Regions from separate parts of the Macaca mulatta genome. Here region 2 is linked to region 1. A link is a contact called in public Hi-C data. All regions are on one chromosome and are shown on one strand. The core of a region is the stretch at or near the end of the contact, and the rest is flanking DNA. Distances in the headings are between cores, read along the strand shown. Region 1 holds the start of TSNAX (translin associated factor X). Region 2 holds the start of EGLN1 (egl-9 family hypoxia inducible factor 1).

Region 1 (7,432 bases), core at 1,443-3,942:
CAAGTCATTTCTAATCAGAGTAGGGGGAACACTGGTAGATGAGACGTCACTCAAATTCATGACAATTATTTGTTCAACATCCACAAAGCAAGTAGCCCAACAAGCAAGGTCCCCAGGAGCCTACTTTATCCTCAAGGAATCTGCTTAGTTAATTCACGTATTCCCAGAGCTGCAGAGGTATGAGTGGTGGTTACCTTCCTGCCAGAGCAGAACGTGCCTTGTAGTTACTGCCATATTCTAGCCAAGTTATTTCATTTACTGTTCCTTTGTTCCTAAATTAACAAGGAGAAAAGACTGTATACAACACATGACTACAATATAAAGGTTATTTAGAGAAAGCTTAAAATGTACTTGTGTTTTCTCTACTAGGCCTAGGGCATCCCACTTACCAAGCCTTGGCCTAAGTTTCTCTCTAGACGGTGCTGAATTGCCACCTAGTTACCCATCCTGAGGCCAGTGAGAGGTGACAACATGCTAGCAGCCCTTGCTCTTGGCACCTTCTTGGTCTCGGCATCCACTCTGGTGGTGCTTGAAGAGCCCTTCAACCTGCCACTGCACTGTGGGAACCCCTCTCTGGGCTGGCAGAGGCGGGAGCCGGCTCTCTCTGCTTGCCAGGAGATGTGGAGAGGCTCTGGCAGGAACCGGGGCTGCTCACAGGCCAGCGGAAGTTCTGGTGGGCGCGGGCTTCGCTGGCCCGCAGAGCGGCCAGCAGGCGCCGCTGGCCCAGGACAGTGAGGGGCTTAGCACCCGGACCAGCAGCTGCGGAGGTTGTGCCTGGTCTCCCAGCACCCCGGGCGCTGCGCTCAAATTCTCAACGGGCCTCAGCTGCCTCCCTGCAGGGCAGGGTTCAGGACCTGCAGCCCGCCATGCCCAAGCTCCCCCTCCGCCGCGGTCTCCCGTGCGGCCCAAGCCTCCCCGATGGGCGCCACCCCCTGCTCCATGGCGCCCAGCCCCATCGAGTGCCCAAAAGCTGAGGAGCACAGGTGTTGCTCAGGACTGGCGGGCAGCTCCGCCTGCAGCCCTGGTGCAGGATCCACTGGGTGAGGTCAGCAGGGCTGGTGGCGACCTGGGGAACTTTTATGTCCAGCTGAGGGATGTAAACACACCAATCAGCACTCTGCATCTAGCTCAGGGTTTGTAAATACACCAATCAGTACTCTGTGTCTAGCTCAAGGTTTGTAAATACACCAATTGGTACTCTGTATCTAACTAACCTAGTGGGGACTTGGATAACTTTTCTGTCTAGCTAGAGGATTGTAAATGCACCAATCAGCACTCTGTCAAAATGGACCAATCAGCACTGTCAAAATGGACCAATCAGCTCTCTGTAAAATGGACCAATCAGCAGGATGTGGGTGGGATCACATAAGGAAATAAAAGCAGGCGGGGCGGGGAGGGGGGTTTTTTCTGTATTGTGGAAGGTTTGTTCTTTCTCTCTTTGTGATGAACTCTTGCTGCTGCTTACTCTTTGGATTCATGCTGCCTCATGAGCTGTAACACTGTGAACCAAGGTCTGCAGCTTCACTCCTGAAGTCAGTGAGACCATGAACCCACCAGAAGGAAGAAGGTCCAGACACATCTGAACATCTGAAGGAGCAAATTCCAGACACACCATCTTTAAGAACTGTAACACTCACTGCAGGGGTCTGCGGCTTCATTCTTGAAGTCATGGAGACCGAGAACCCACCAATTCTGGACACACCAGGAACGTGATTCTTCAACAAACGTTGACGGAGGCTTACATGGGGCCAGACCACAGCACTGAAAAGCACTGGGGCTAGTGGGGGAACAAAGTCTAGATATGGCAGTAGCTGCCCATAATGAGAGACCCACAGTTTAGTGGAATACACCTATTACCTTTCTTTCATTTTGTGTGGGAGAGAAGTATGGTATTTAATATTTAATTGAGCAGTTATATGTGAAAGAGCATCTTCGTGAGCCTTAACTCCTTTCATCCTCAAATAACCCTACAAGGCAGGTATTCTATCCCTATGTTACAGATAAGGAAACTGAGGCAGAGAAATTGCATGCTTCATCAAGGTCACACAACCACTCCGTGAGGCAAACTGAACACAGGCTGTCTGGCTCCTGAGAGCCAGTGGGGAGGAGGGAGACCCGAAGGGCAGGCTTGATCTTCCTGAAAACAGTACCAGCACCATCCACTGATCGATTCGCATATTTCCATCACTTAAAGCTCCTGGCCTCACTGCCAGGAATAGAAAGTTAAAAAAACTCCTAGCTCTGTAAGGTTTTGCCTGGATCCTGAAAAAAACCTTCCCACGTGCTCCGAGGAGCTCCAGGGAGGCCTCCCTTCTTTCTCACAACCCTGGCCCGGGGCACCAGAGGGCCTGCTCCCGCGGACGAACTACAACCCCCACAATGCACCGCGCGGAAAGCTGGGTCCCCGCTGAGGGAAGGGTAAGGTGTCCCGAAGGTCCCTTCATTAAAAAATTACGTACTTTTTTTTACGTCGCTTTCCCACGATCACACAGATCTCAGTTCCAGGAAGACGCATCGTCTTTTTATTAATAGTACATGCTGTGAGTCGTGTAGAGTAGTTTTTGTCTTCAGGCATAGCAGAGGGCGGCCGCGATAATACACAGTCGCGGGCGTCCCTGGACCACGCGGGGCTCGGAGCCAGCAGCAGCGGCCTCCCTCCGCCCCCACCGGACGCAGGCCGGAAGTACGCGACGGGAGACTTCCGGCCACTGCGTTGTAGTCGCCGGGCTGCAGAGCGGTCTTCCGCCGGCTGTTTTCCCAGGCTAGCTGGGCCTGTACCTCGCGCACTCCTCTGGCTCCTGGTCCTTCAGTCTCCGCTCGTCTCACCGTAGGCTGTGACGACATGAGCAACAAAGAAGGTGGCGTCCTCAACAACACGGGGCGTTATTTATCCAGAGGGGGAGGTTCTCCACTCTTTCTATGCCGTTTTCCCCTTTTCACTCTTGAAGGATGCCTTCGTGCCTTGCAGACTCGGGGGCGGCAGCTCTGGTTCTCTCCCCGGCCAGATTGGCCCTGTTTACACCTCCTTTTTTATTAAATCTTTGAGGTGTGATTTTATCCTAGTTTAGTAGTTGCTGTAATGCCAGATCATAGCACTAGTTGGTGGAAGCTTGGATGGTTTGCGTGGAAAGGCCTGGGCAGCGTCTCTGTCAGTCTGCGGAGAAAGCCTCTAAGGCGAGGGCCCTGTGCGTGTCTGGTTTTAAAGCAAGGAGAACGTTTGCCTATGTTCTGTTTTGCAAACTGTTGGTGATGGAAGATCTCTAACTTTTTTTCTTCTCTATATAAGGATCAGGAGGGTTCAGGAAAAGGAAACATGACAATTTCCCACATAACCAAAGAAGAGAAGGGAAGGATGTTAATTCATCTTCACCAGTGATGTTGGCCTTTAAATGTAAGTTCTCTGCAATGTAAGTTGATGAAGGGGAGAGAACAAAATTATGTAGCCATGATTATGCGCAAGAAAACAGTCCCTAAGAATGTGGATGTGAAACTTTAGCTGGAAGTTTTGTGATGGTGCTAGAACTACCCTAAAAGTCTGGATTACAAAGGCCTTCACTTTTATGTCCCATTAAGAGAAATATTAATATTAGTAATCAGGTAAACATGACTTAAACACAAGAAACAGTAAACATTAGCTAATATTAGACATGTCACATACTCAAGAATTGTGTACCTGATAATATTTATTCATCTGTTATATGCTAAAATATATTTTCATTTATTGTGTATCCTCTACTAGGCTTGAAGTCAAGGAGGGTATCTTTGTTTTAACTAACACTTTGCACAGAATAGGAGCTTGTATCTATTAGTACATCTTGTGTGTCTATATACACAGATTTTCACAGTCCTCTTTTCTCAGCATATTAACTTGGACAAGTTATTCCTCATTTCAAAACAAACATAAAACAAAGTTCTCTTCCTTTTGTCCTCCTCTTATCCACTATCCTGTACCTTACATTTCTGTGATTAAGGAATCTGGGAAGGGCTTAGCTGGTTGATTCTGATTTGCAATCACCTGAAACCTTGATTGGGGCTGAAGGATCCACAGCTGTTGACAGTTCAGGCCTTTTGCCTGCAACCAGCTCTCTGTTCCTGTCCACATGAACTTGTGCTGCTTGGGTGTCCTTTGGTGTGGCATCTGGTCTCCTTCAGAGAGAGTGCAAGGAGGAAACCACAGTCTCCTTATGTCCTAATCTTAAACATCAGACACTGTCATTTTGTCACATTTTATATATTAGATAAAAACTGTCTCAGGTTGAAGGGGAAGGAAATTATGTCCTACCCTTTGGAGGAAGGAGTCTCAAGTGTTTTGTGGATATATTTTAAAACCACCACAGTATCTACTGTGATCTTCAGAAGTTTAAGACAGCTGGCTGTAATTGAATAAAGAGCATACGGATACAGAAGGTGGAGTTGCGGCTGGGCGTGGTGACTCACGCCTGTAATCCCAGCACTTTGGGAGGCCAAGGCAGGTGAATCACGAGGTCATGAGTTTGAGACCAGCCTGGCCAACATGGTGAAACCCTGTCTCTACTGAAAATACAAAAAATTAGCTGGGCGTGGTGGCGGGCGCCTGTAGTCCCAGCTACTTGGGAGGCTGAGGCAGTAGAATCGCTTGAACCGGAAACACCGAGGTTGCAGTGAGCCCAGATCGCGCCATTGCATTACAGTCCCGGCGACAGAGTGAGACTCCATCTCAAAAAGAAGAAAAAGAAGGTGGAGTTGCTTCTAAGGTGGTGTCCTCATTACCTGTCTGCTGAACTACAATTTTCTTTTTTTTTTTTTTTTTTGAGACAGAGTCTCACTCTGTCTCATGCCTGGCTAATTTAAAAAAATTTTTATTGTAGAGACAAGGTTTTGCCATGTTGCTTAGGCTGGTCTTGAACTCCTGAGCTCAAGCAGTCCGCCTGCCTCGGCCTCCCAAAGTGCTGGGATTACAGGCATGAGCCACTGCGCGTGGCCTGAACTACAATTTTCTTTAAGACCTAGGTCAAGTAGCTTCTTTCCTATGAACCCGTTCTGATTTTTCTCTAAAGCCGACTTAGTGACCATCATGAAATATTGAGTATCTGCTATGTTGTACCATGTATTAGTAGTGAATAAGAAACATGGTTTCTGCTTTCCTAAGTTTTTTACATATATTTGTTATAGCATCATTACATTCTATTTGTTTACAACTCTGTCCCTTATATAGGACTGAGCTCCTTGAGGATAGGAACTCTACCTTATCTAACTTTATGTTCATAGTATCTGACTTACAGTGGTCATTAATGTAGCCATAATAAATAATACATATTGATTATGTTAACCCTGGCCTAATTATTATCTTAGTAATAAGAGACTAGATATATTTAGGTCCTTGTCAGCTACTAATTTAGTTAATAGTTTAAGTTCTCTTTTTTCAGTTCATGCAGTATACATGATTGAGCGTTTCCTATAGGCCAGGCAACATGTGGGGCAGTGCAGTGAAAAGACTTTGGAAATAAAGGCGTTATTAAGACAGTTAAGTGGTTTAAGGGTATTTCAATGTATAGAGCTTGATAAATTCAGAAAGTTTATACTTGAAATTTGCCAAGTAAGTAGATTAAATGTTTTTACCACAATTAACTGGGCATGATGGCATGCACCTGTAGTATGCTTTTAGTCCTAGCTACTCTGGAGGGGCTGGGGCAGGAGGACTGCTTGAACTCAGAAGTTTGAGGCTGCAGTGAGCTGTGATTAGGGCCACTGCGCTCTAGCCTGGGCAATGGAGACCCTGACTCAAAAGGAAAAAAAAGCTAACTGTGTGATGTGATGGCTATTTTAATTAGCTTGATAGTGGTAATCATTGCACAGTTTATATCAAAGTGTCACATACTACATATATATATATCTATATGTCACTCTCCACACGCAGTTTTTTTTCCGGAGATAGCGCCTCACCCTGGCCCAGGCTGAAGTGCAGTGGTGTGATCTTCGCTCACTGCACGCGTAGCCTCTTGGGCTCAAGTGATACTCCCACCTCAGCCTCCCAAGTAGCTGGGACTACAGGCATGTGCCACCATGTGTAGCTAGTTTTTAGATTTTTTTGTTGAGGCAGGGTCTCACTATGTTGCCCCTGCTGGTTTCGAACTCCTGGGCTCAAGTGATCTCATCCCCTTGGCCTCCCAAAGTGCTGGGATTACGGGCATAATCAACCATGCCCAGCCCTATAATTTTTAATTGTTAGTTATACCCCAGTAAAGGTGGAGAAGCAGGAAGACAAAGAACACGGAAAAAAAATTTTAATAAACTTGAAAAAAAAAGGTCAAAGTTTCTTTTTTTGGAGGTGTTTATATTATTAATATATGTGGTTAAAGTAATTTTTAAACTTTATGTAACTTTTTGTTACATAAAAGTAATATTTGTTATGTGTCATTTTGTGATAATCTTTTGTTTACTCAGTTCATTTTTTATAACTTGTACAGTATTCCCATTGTGAGACTGAGTGGTAAAACCCAGTTAAGGCATACCTATATTTAAAGGAGAAAATACTTTAATTATTAGAGTCTTTTCGATTTTCACGTAATTTAGAAATAAATAAGATGATTTTATTCTGTTCGTTTTTATAAACTGAATAATAGTTGCTTTCTTACATATAGAGACAGTGCTTTTAGGTACAGACTGTTTTTGCTTTCAGCCATTTGCATTCTAAGAAAATTAAAATCTTTTCCCTTTTTTTTCCTTTCATAAGATTTACCAAGTGTTTTGGAAAAGTTTAACATAAAAGCCTCCAGGTCTGTCAGAGGAGATTTTAAATGGACTCTCACTCTGTCACCCAGGCTGGCGTGCAGTGGTGCAGTCTCAGCTCACTGCAGCCTCCACCTCCCGGGTTCAAGTGATTCTCCTGCCTGAGCCTCCCAAGTAGCTGGGACTACAGGCCTATACCACCATGTCTGGCTAATTTTTGTATTTTTAGTAGACATGGGGTTTCACTGTATATTGGCTAGGCTGTTCTCGACCTCTTGACCTCAAGTGATCCACCCACCTCAGCCTCCCAGAGTGCTGGGATTATAGGCGTGAGCCATCGCACTCAGCCCAGAAAGTCTTAAAGGAGAACACTAGCTTCCAGAGAAAATTCCATGAGATAGTATAGTTTGTTCAACTCCAACTTTAATCCAGGATCTTTAATGTCCGAGCAACCACTTTGCTATCAAAGTTTGAGCTAATTACATTAAAAGGAGTTATCAGATGAATATTCTGTTGTTGAATCATCTGAGTAAAGCAATACTGTCTTTTTAAATTTATTTTGAAGTAATTTCAAATTTATTTTAAAAATTGCAAGACTTATGCAGTTGGAAAAATAATACAAAGAGCTTCTATATAGCCTTGACTTAGATTGACCAATTTTTAACATTTTGCCACTTTTGCTTTATTATTCTCTCTATATATGTAAATTTAAATGTCTAAACAT
Region 2 (7,432 bases), core at 3,005-5,504, 110 kb before region 1:
GAAAAACACTACACATTTGCTGCATATAACTTTTAAAATCACTATAATGTTACGAAGGATAAAATTCAGAAATCTTCTGCAATCACATAAAAAAACCATATTCTGACATCTCTTAACAGTTATACTGACAGGCGCATAATTCAGGTGGATAAATACAAAAGTGGCTTTTAAGCCGCTATCTGAAATAAACATTGTACACTCACCTAATTAAGTTTTACACAGCCCAACCATAGAGTATGATTACTCACATATAAAGCTAGTGCTATTCACCCACTTTCAACAAAATATATGTATCAAACTGCAGTTCCAGCAGGGTGCCAAGTAATCTACATCTCATTTAATGTTCTACGTGTAACCAGTGTAGCTAAAAAAGAGCATGGGTTTGATATCTGAATGACGTAAGTTTGAACACCAGCTAGGGTTATGGTAAGTGGTAGACCTTAGCCAAGTCTGAGCTGAAAATCCCTCAAATGTAAATTAGGAGTAAAACGACTCGCTTCATAGAATTAAGATTATTGTGGCCAGGTGAGGTGGCTCAAGTCTGTAACCACAGTACTTTGGCAGGACAAGGCAGGAGGATCACCTGAGCCCAGGAGTTCCAGATCAAATGATCAGCAAGACCCTGACTCTACAAAAAACCTTTTTTTTTTCTCATGTGGCCGAGCATGGTGGTGTGTGCCTACAGTACCAGCTACTCGGAAGCTGAGGTGGCAGGATAGCTTGAGCCTAGGAGGTGGAAGCTGCAGTGGGCCATGCTTATACACCTTGTACTCCAGCTTGGGCGACAAAGGAAGACCCTGTCTCAAAAAAAAAAAAAAAAATTACTCTGAATGTATCTCTATTGACCCTAATCTGATGCCTAACACACTGTGGTTGCTCAATATACGGTGGGTGGTTATTTTGACTGCCTTCTCATTTCCACAAAGCAAACACTCTTGTTTTTTAAGGAATATTTAAATTACACGTTGAAACACTATTACGAAAACTTCTTTAGGCCAAGAAGTATAATGAAAGGAATTCCAGAATATCATTTATAGATCCTGAAGTTGTGTTCCTAAAATTAATATAAGCAGAAGATCTAATCCAAAGAGTTTAAAGGTCATCCCTCCTTCATCCCATCCCTTATTACCTGCTAATATGTACAGTTAGGTGACTTAAAACCCCAACAACTAGAACTCTTGAGGAAGGAGGTAGCTATTTCTAACAGCATCCCTATGAGAAGCATTTGCTGTAAGAGCCAGGCTGTCTGCTGTCTCTTCTCTAAGGACAGGTGAAAGCAGGAAGACAAAAGAGTAAAGAGGTCTCAGCTTAACTTGGAAAGCTAAATTAACTAAGGAAAGCAGATCAAGAAAGATTTGGGACATCATCTTCTTCAAGAATCCAATTTAAGCTTATGTCCAACGATATACTTTGGTCAGTCTTCATAGCCCTATTCTCTCAAACTAACTTCTTTCCTGCTCTGGAGCTCGGGACTTTATGTTCAGATGTGATCCATGACAACGTTCTTTCTTAAAAATATCAACGCAAATCTAGTGAAAGACCAAGGCTGAGATTTCATCAGATCCCCCTTTCCCTTCCAGTTTAATATTATTCAACTGTTCCTTTTTAAGACTACAAGAAATCAAGACTTGTGCCTTCACCCAGCAATGAAGTGGCAATACGTAAATTAGATTTCACATTGTATTTTTCCCCACATTTTCATGTTTGTAACTTTCTCCCTGCCTATGTTCAGCCTTTCCGGCAGCCTGAGAATCACATGTAATGACTGTCAAAGTAAATGATCTGACGCACACATAAAAAAGAACCACTGGTTAAGAGTCAGCGTGTGTGTACAAACATGCAACTGTGATGCTCTCCCAGGTCAATCTCTCAAAACTCACAAAATCAGACAGAGACTGATGGTGAAGGAGGGCGGCCTGGGAGCAGCTATATACACAGAAAAGATCAAGATCTGAGAAGTAAAATGAAAAAAAGCTGCAAGAGAGTATTAAGGAGGAAAGAGTCTACTGTTTATCATGAAGGAGGAAAGAGCTAGGAATAGACTAGGTAGGAAGTGAAGAATCTGTGGAGGAAAAACCGCAACGGTAAAGAGAAAACAAAAACTCACCAAATTGGGAGGATAAAACGAGCCTCCTGCTCCAATTCCATGTTGTGGTTGTTTTTGTTTGTTTTGTTTTGTTTTTTTCCAGGAAGTTACAAAACAGTTTTCAACAGAAGGATTACATTAACAAAGCAAATAAAGGAAACTTATGCTAAAAATGTAGCCTACCTACACTGAGAAGTCTGAAAACGGAAATACTTCTTTCCCCTTTTTGTAAAGGGTTTCAAAACAGTAGGAACAGGGTAAGGGATAAGAGCTATAAGAGGGGGAGGTGAGTAGCCAAGCTCTTCCTGAATATAGACAGTCTTTCGACTAAATGCGTATTTTAAATTTACCTTTTTGTGGTCAGCTGGCAAACTCTTCACTGCACATAGCGTTTGACTCTCAATCAAAATGTGATGAGTGGTTCAGACACCATAGGAAATTCAAGAGCGTATGCAAACACAAGGCACATGCAGAACCAGGACTTGGTTTGGGTGGTACTCTAACACCCCCTCACTGGGTGGCTAAAACGCCACTAAGGTTTGAATTGTGACCAACAGTGAAATGGAAGAAAGAAAATAGCAAAGTTAAAGAGCCTACGTTTAGCCAGAAAACCATGCAATTAGCCGGAGAAGTTTGTGAACGGGCAGTAAGTGGAAAACAGCGGACACAAAGGGGCTAACTAGATAAACAGCCACTACAAATTCTGTCCGTCTTCCTTACGGGGTGCTACACAACGAGTCCCTTCTATACAGAGGAATGCTGCTTCTCAGCCTAGGCGGTTACAGTCGCAGGCAGGGACTGCCCGCCGAGAAGGGTCTGTCCAGCACAAACCCGCAGCACACACTTACTTTCGTCCGGCCATTGATTTTGTAGCTGCCCAGCTTCCCGTTACAGTGGCGGATCAGGTCGTCCATGCTGCTCATGAGCAGCCCAATGGTTTCGCAGCCGGGCTCCTTGCCCTCGATCCAGGTGATCTTATCGCCTCGGATATCCTTGGACGAGTCGCTCTTCTGGCTGACCAGCTGCCCGTCCGTGAACTTCCCGGTGTCGTGCAGGGCGCGCACCTCGTCGCCGATCTGCTGTCCGGTCTCCTTGCCGAGGAAGTCGTCCACCACACAGATGCCGTGCTTGTTCATGCACGGCACGATGTACTCGAGCGCCAGCTTCAGCGCCGGCAGGGGCTTCGTCTGCCCGTTGGGCCGCAGGCCGCCGCTGGGGCTCAGCGCATCCCCGGGCGTGTTGCTCGGGGGGTACAGGTTCGCCTTCTCCTGGAACAGCGATGAGCGGGCCGGCGGCTCCTCCTTCCCGGGCTCGGCCTCGGCAGCCACCGCCGAGCCCTGGCCGCCCGGGGCCGCGCGAGACGGCGACGCGGCCGCCGCGGGGTCGGCCGGGGGCTTGCCCTTTGCTTTTGCCTTGGCCGCGTCCCCGGAGGCGTTGTCCCGGCGCGCCGCTGCCTTCCTGGGCTCCCGGGCCCCGGCCCTGGGCGGCGGCGCTGCAACCGGCGGCGCGGGGCCGGAGTGCTGGTGCGGGCCCACTCCGGGGCCGAGGGCGCTCTCGCTGCCCTGGCACACGAGCTTGTGCTTCTTCCAGTCCTGACGCTGGTGCTCCTTGCAGCAGTAGAAGGAGCTGCGGCAGCGGCTGCAGCGCAGCAGGTTCTCCATCTTCCCGCACAGCTCGCAGTACTGCCGGTCTCGCTCGCTCGGGCTCGGCCCGCCGGGCCCGCCGCTGTCATTGGCCATGGCGGCGGCGGCGGCGGCGGCGGCGGCAGCGGCGGCGGCGGCGGCCGAGCAAGAGGGGTGGCGGCCGGACGGCCTCGCCCGAGGCTGGGGAGCGGGGAGAGAGATAGGGGCCGTTACTGCGCCATGTACCCACTACCCTCGCCTCAGGGAGGCCGGTACCCCGCGCCCTCGGCCCGGCCGCTTCCGAGTCCTAGTCTCCGGCGCAGCGCCGGCGGCCGCCTCAGCGCCTCATCGCTGCCGAGGGCTGAGAGAATGCGGCCTGTGCGGCGAATGGCAACCTGGACTCAAGCGCGCGGGCCTGGGGAGCGCAAGACCGGCCCTCTCCGCCGCCGCCGCCGCCGCCGCCTCAGCCTCCTCGGCGGCCCGGCCCAGGCTGTGGAGGAGCGTAGGGCATGCGGGCGCCACTCGCTCTGCGCGCTCTGCACGTACACCACGGCCCCGCGGCGACCCGGGCGGGCGGCGCGCAAGGGCGGAGGGGGCGGAGGGAGGGCCGGGGGGGAGGGCCGAGGGGCGGGGGCCGCCTGCGCTCCTCCGCACTCCGTGGGGCCGGGCCTCGGCCTCCGAGCTGGGTCGCCTGCACTGCCTCCGCCCAGGGCGGGACTGGGACGCGAGAGGCCGGTGCGCTACCTCAGCCTGCAGCGGCCTCCTTGGGGACGCCGAAGCGCAGGCCCGCGAGCTGCGGAAAGGCGTGGGGCAGCGCGGCAGCGCCTACACCTGCTGGGGGAGGGCGCCAGCCGCAAGCGGGTAGCGGAGCGGCGGCGGCGGCGTCGTAATCATGGCTGCTCTTCGTCGAGGCAGGCGCGGGGTGTGCGGGGCGCGCTCCAGTAAGGGTTGCAAGGTGGCTGTTGCTATCCTCATTTTGCAGAGGAGGAAACGGAAATTCAGAGAAGTGAAGTAACTTGTCCAAGGTCACGCAGAACTGGGACTGAATCCAGGAATCAGGCTCTCAGATTCCAAGGCTTTTTCCATTACACCATACAGTCTCTATTTCAAGAAGCCCTGAAATGGTTAAGAACAAAGTAAGTATTACTGTGGTGTTAATCCAATCTCTTGCGCCCCGTTTCAACCTAATTTAAAGGTAATGAAATTTGAGGATTTTAAAAAAATTAAAAACTCATTAAAACCTTTGAAATCCCGGTGACTTCAAAACTCCATGAAGAAATTTTGGGCTACCAAATTACATGAGGTAATCAATGCTCATTCCAATATCCAATTTAAACTGATGGAATTATTCCTGAAGAGTGAATTTTGGTGGTAAATGAGCAGTACTACATTAACAACTCTCACATTTATTTTTAATAGAATCTGTGCTGCGCGGATGAATACAATTCTTTGTTTTATAGAGCATAAAAACCTTACCAGAAATAAGCCAAAGATGTTTCTTTCTGCTGCTATTTATCTTAAGAATTAAAAGGCCTGTGATTTAGAGTTTAACAATCTTTATCGAACACTCTGGAAAATGCGGTGCTAGGCTTGTGTACCCCTTGAGTATACTGTAACTTTAGTCCTTGAAATGTAACCTTCCCAACTTACGAAAGCTGCAATATATATTTCAAAAGCAGGATATGAGGAATTTTTGTGAACCACATTGTAGAAGTTTAAAAAGAGGCTTGAATCCAAAAATATAAAACCTCTTCATCAAATATACAGAATTTAAAACTGTTAAAAAATTCTGCTGCATCCGTTTAATGGCATTCTGGGGATCCAATCAAGTGAGAGGATGATAATTCCGATTAGCTTGTCCTTTGGGAAACTGAGATTAAATCTACTCACATCTTCAAATTTCAAACCGAACTAAAAATCCAAGTTTCTGTAAATAATTTAGACCTGGACCTGTCTTATGTGTATCCCACTTTCCCAGAGCTTTATTAAATATAGTAAAATGTCATTGTTGCAGACATTACTAATTAGGCTGTTCAACAAATGTATTGAGAGTATACCATGTGCTAGACTATCCTTGACAAACAAATGAATTCGTCATACTACACTCAGAGACACACAGTCCAGTGCAGGAGACAGATATGTAAACAAGGACAATCCAGAGTTCAGAGTTTCCTAAAAGAGGGATGAATAGGATGGAATGGGAACACAGAAAAAGGAATTGCTAGCTCTGCCGTTTGCACTAATAAAATACAAGCAAATTCAGAAATTCTTAAAATGTAAAGGAGTTATCTCATGGCTTATGAAAATAAGCTTTTAAAAGATTTTTCATACACATAAATTAGTAAAGTGTAATTTAAATACAAGTAGAGTCTAATACTTCTTAGGCTTCCTTTTACTGTAGTAATTATAAATGATGCTTAATTATTCACAAGAGCAGGAACTTTACTAGGAGGACTCATTCCACAAACACTTGATTCTTCCAACAATTTCTTTTAAATTTACTATTTCAGTCTATGGTGTGTCCACAAATTATTTACCTCTCTATATGCTCTAGTAATACATTTTCATTGAAGTTTACTTAAAAGAATAGATTCCCTATAGCAAAACCTTTATTAGCTTTCTTGTTCCAATTAAGTATACAAAATCACAAATTGAACATGTATATCCTAAATATACTTAATCCATCAAATAGAACACTTGCAACATTTTAATGAATAGAACAGGCAAATACAAAATACTGATTTCAAATAGTTCCAAAGATCCTTGATTTCAGGATTTTCACCTATTCAGGCTTAATAATCTGAACTAATTGCAAGTTAGTGAGTTTTCACCACACCATATGCTGGTGAACAATCTTGTCACCAACAAGATTCTGGAACTCCAGTAGCATTGTCGCAGCCACCACTTACTCAGATGTTGTAGAGAGACTTCAAAATGTCATGCAAGTATTTATTTAATTTATTTATTTACTTATTTAAACTTTAACGGAAGGCAGCACAAAGGAATTTATCTTATAAACACATGTGGTGCTTGCTATTATGTGCCCAATCTGTGTTCTAAGCATTTTAAAAATATTAACTAATTTAATCATCATACAATGCTATGTAATGGGTACTATTATTCTACCAGTTTTACAGAAGGTGAAACAGAGAGTGAGGCAATGAATGTCCTTCCCAATCCTTAATATATGATTAGGAGCACTAGGTGGGTTAACTAATACTCTGGGGCAGACAAAGGCTTGTGTCTCTCAAAGCCAGAAATTATTACAAATGTTTTTTCTGCCCCTTACCTAATCAAGAGCAACTGTTCTAGAAACTGAAGAATGAATTAAAGAGTGCTTTCCTCTCCATATCATACCAAGTTAGACAAAAGCTAATTGTCCACCTATTTGGCTTCCCTTTGCTCTTCTGGCAGTATTAAGCTATAAAGAAGTAACCACTGTGAACTGACAAGAATTAAAAGAGGCAACGCTTATGTTAACTACAAGAACAGAGTTGAAGGAGGAAATGAATTTAGAAACGACTGTGTTGACTCTTGAGGAAAGCCCAGTGAACAAGTATCTGCCTTCCAAGGAGTAGCCCTATTTCTCCTTTAAAAATGTTTTTAAAAACACAACAGAGTATCTTTTCTGCTCAAGAAATCAAATATCTGATTGTTAACTAATGACCTCTTGTTTCCCCATCTGTGACAATCTTGTTTTAATAGGTTACAGAGAACAGAAAAA

Evidence for each region. A called contact is a pair of places that touch in the nucleus more often than the background predicts.
Region 2: a contact with region 1 is called in a Hi-C map of prefrontal cortex, with 5 times the contacts expected there. The contact joins the promoter of EGLN1 here to the promoter of TSNAX in region 1. A contact is called at or near these places in 5 of 14 Hi-C or Micro-C datasets (CD4 T cells, fetal cortex germinal zone, fetal cortical plate and 2 more).

What each region holds. Positions count from the first base shown.
Region 1 is chr1:17,495,150-17,502,581 of T2T-MMU8v2.0, reverse strand. TSNAX (translin associated factor X) reads left to right here and starts at 2,692. Exons shown (of 6, transcript NM_001261354.1): 1 at 2,692-2,858; 2 at 3,287-3,391. The coding sequence starts at 2,843.
Region 2 is chr1:17,608,031-17,615,462 of T2T-MMU8v2.0, reverse strand. It overlaps EGLN1 (egl-9 family hypoxia inducible factor 1), which reads right to left and starts at 4,254. Exons shown (of 4, transcript XM_028849705.2): 1 at 2,935-4,254. The coding sequence starts at 3,825.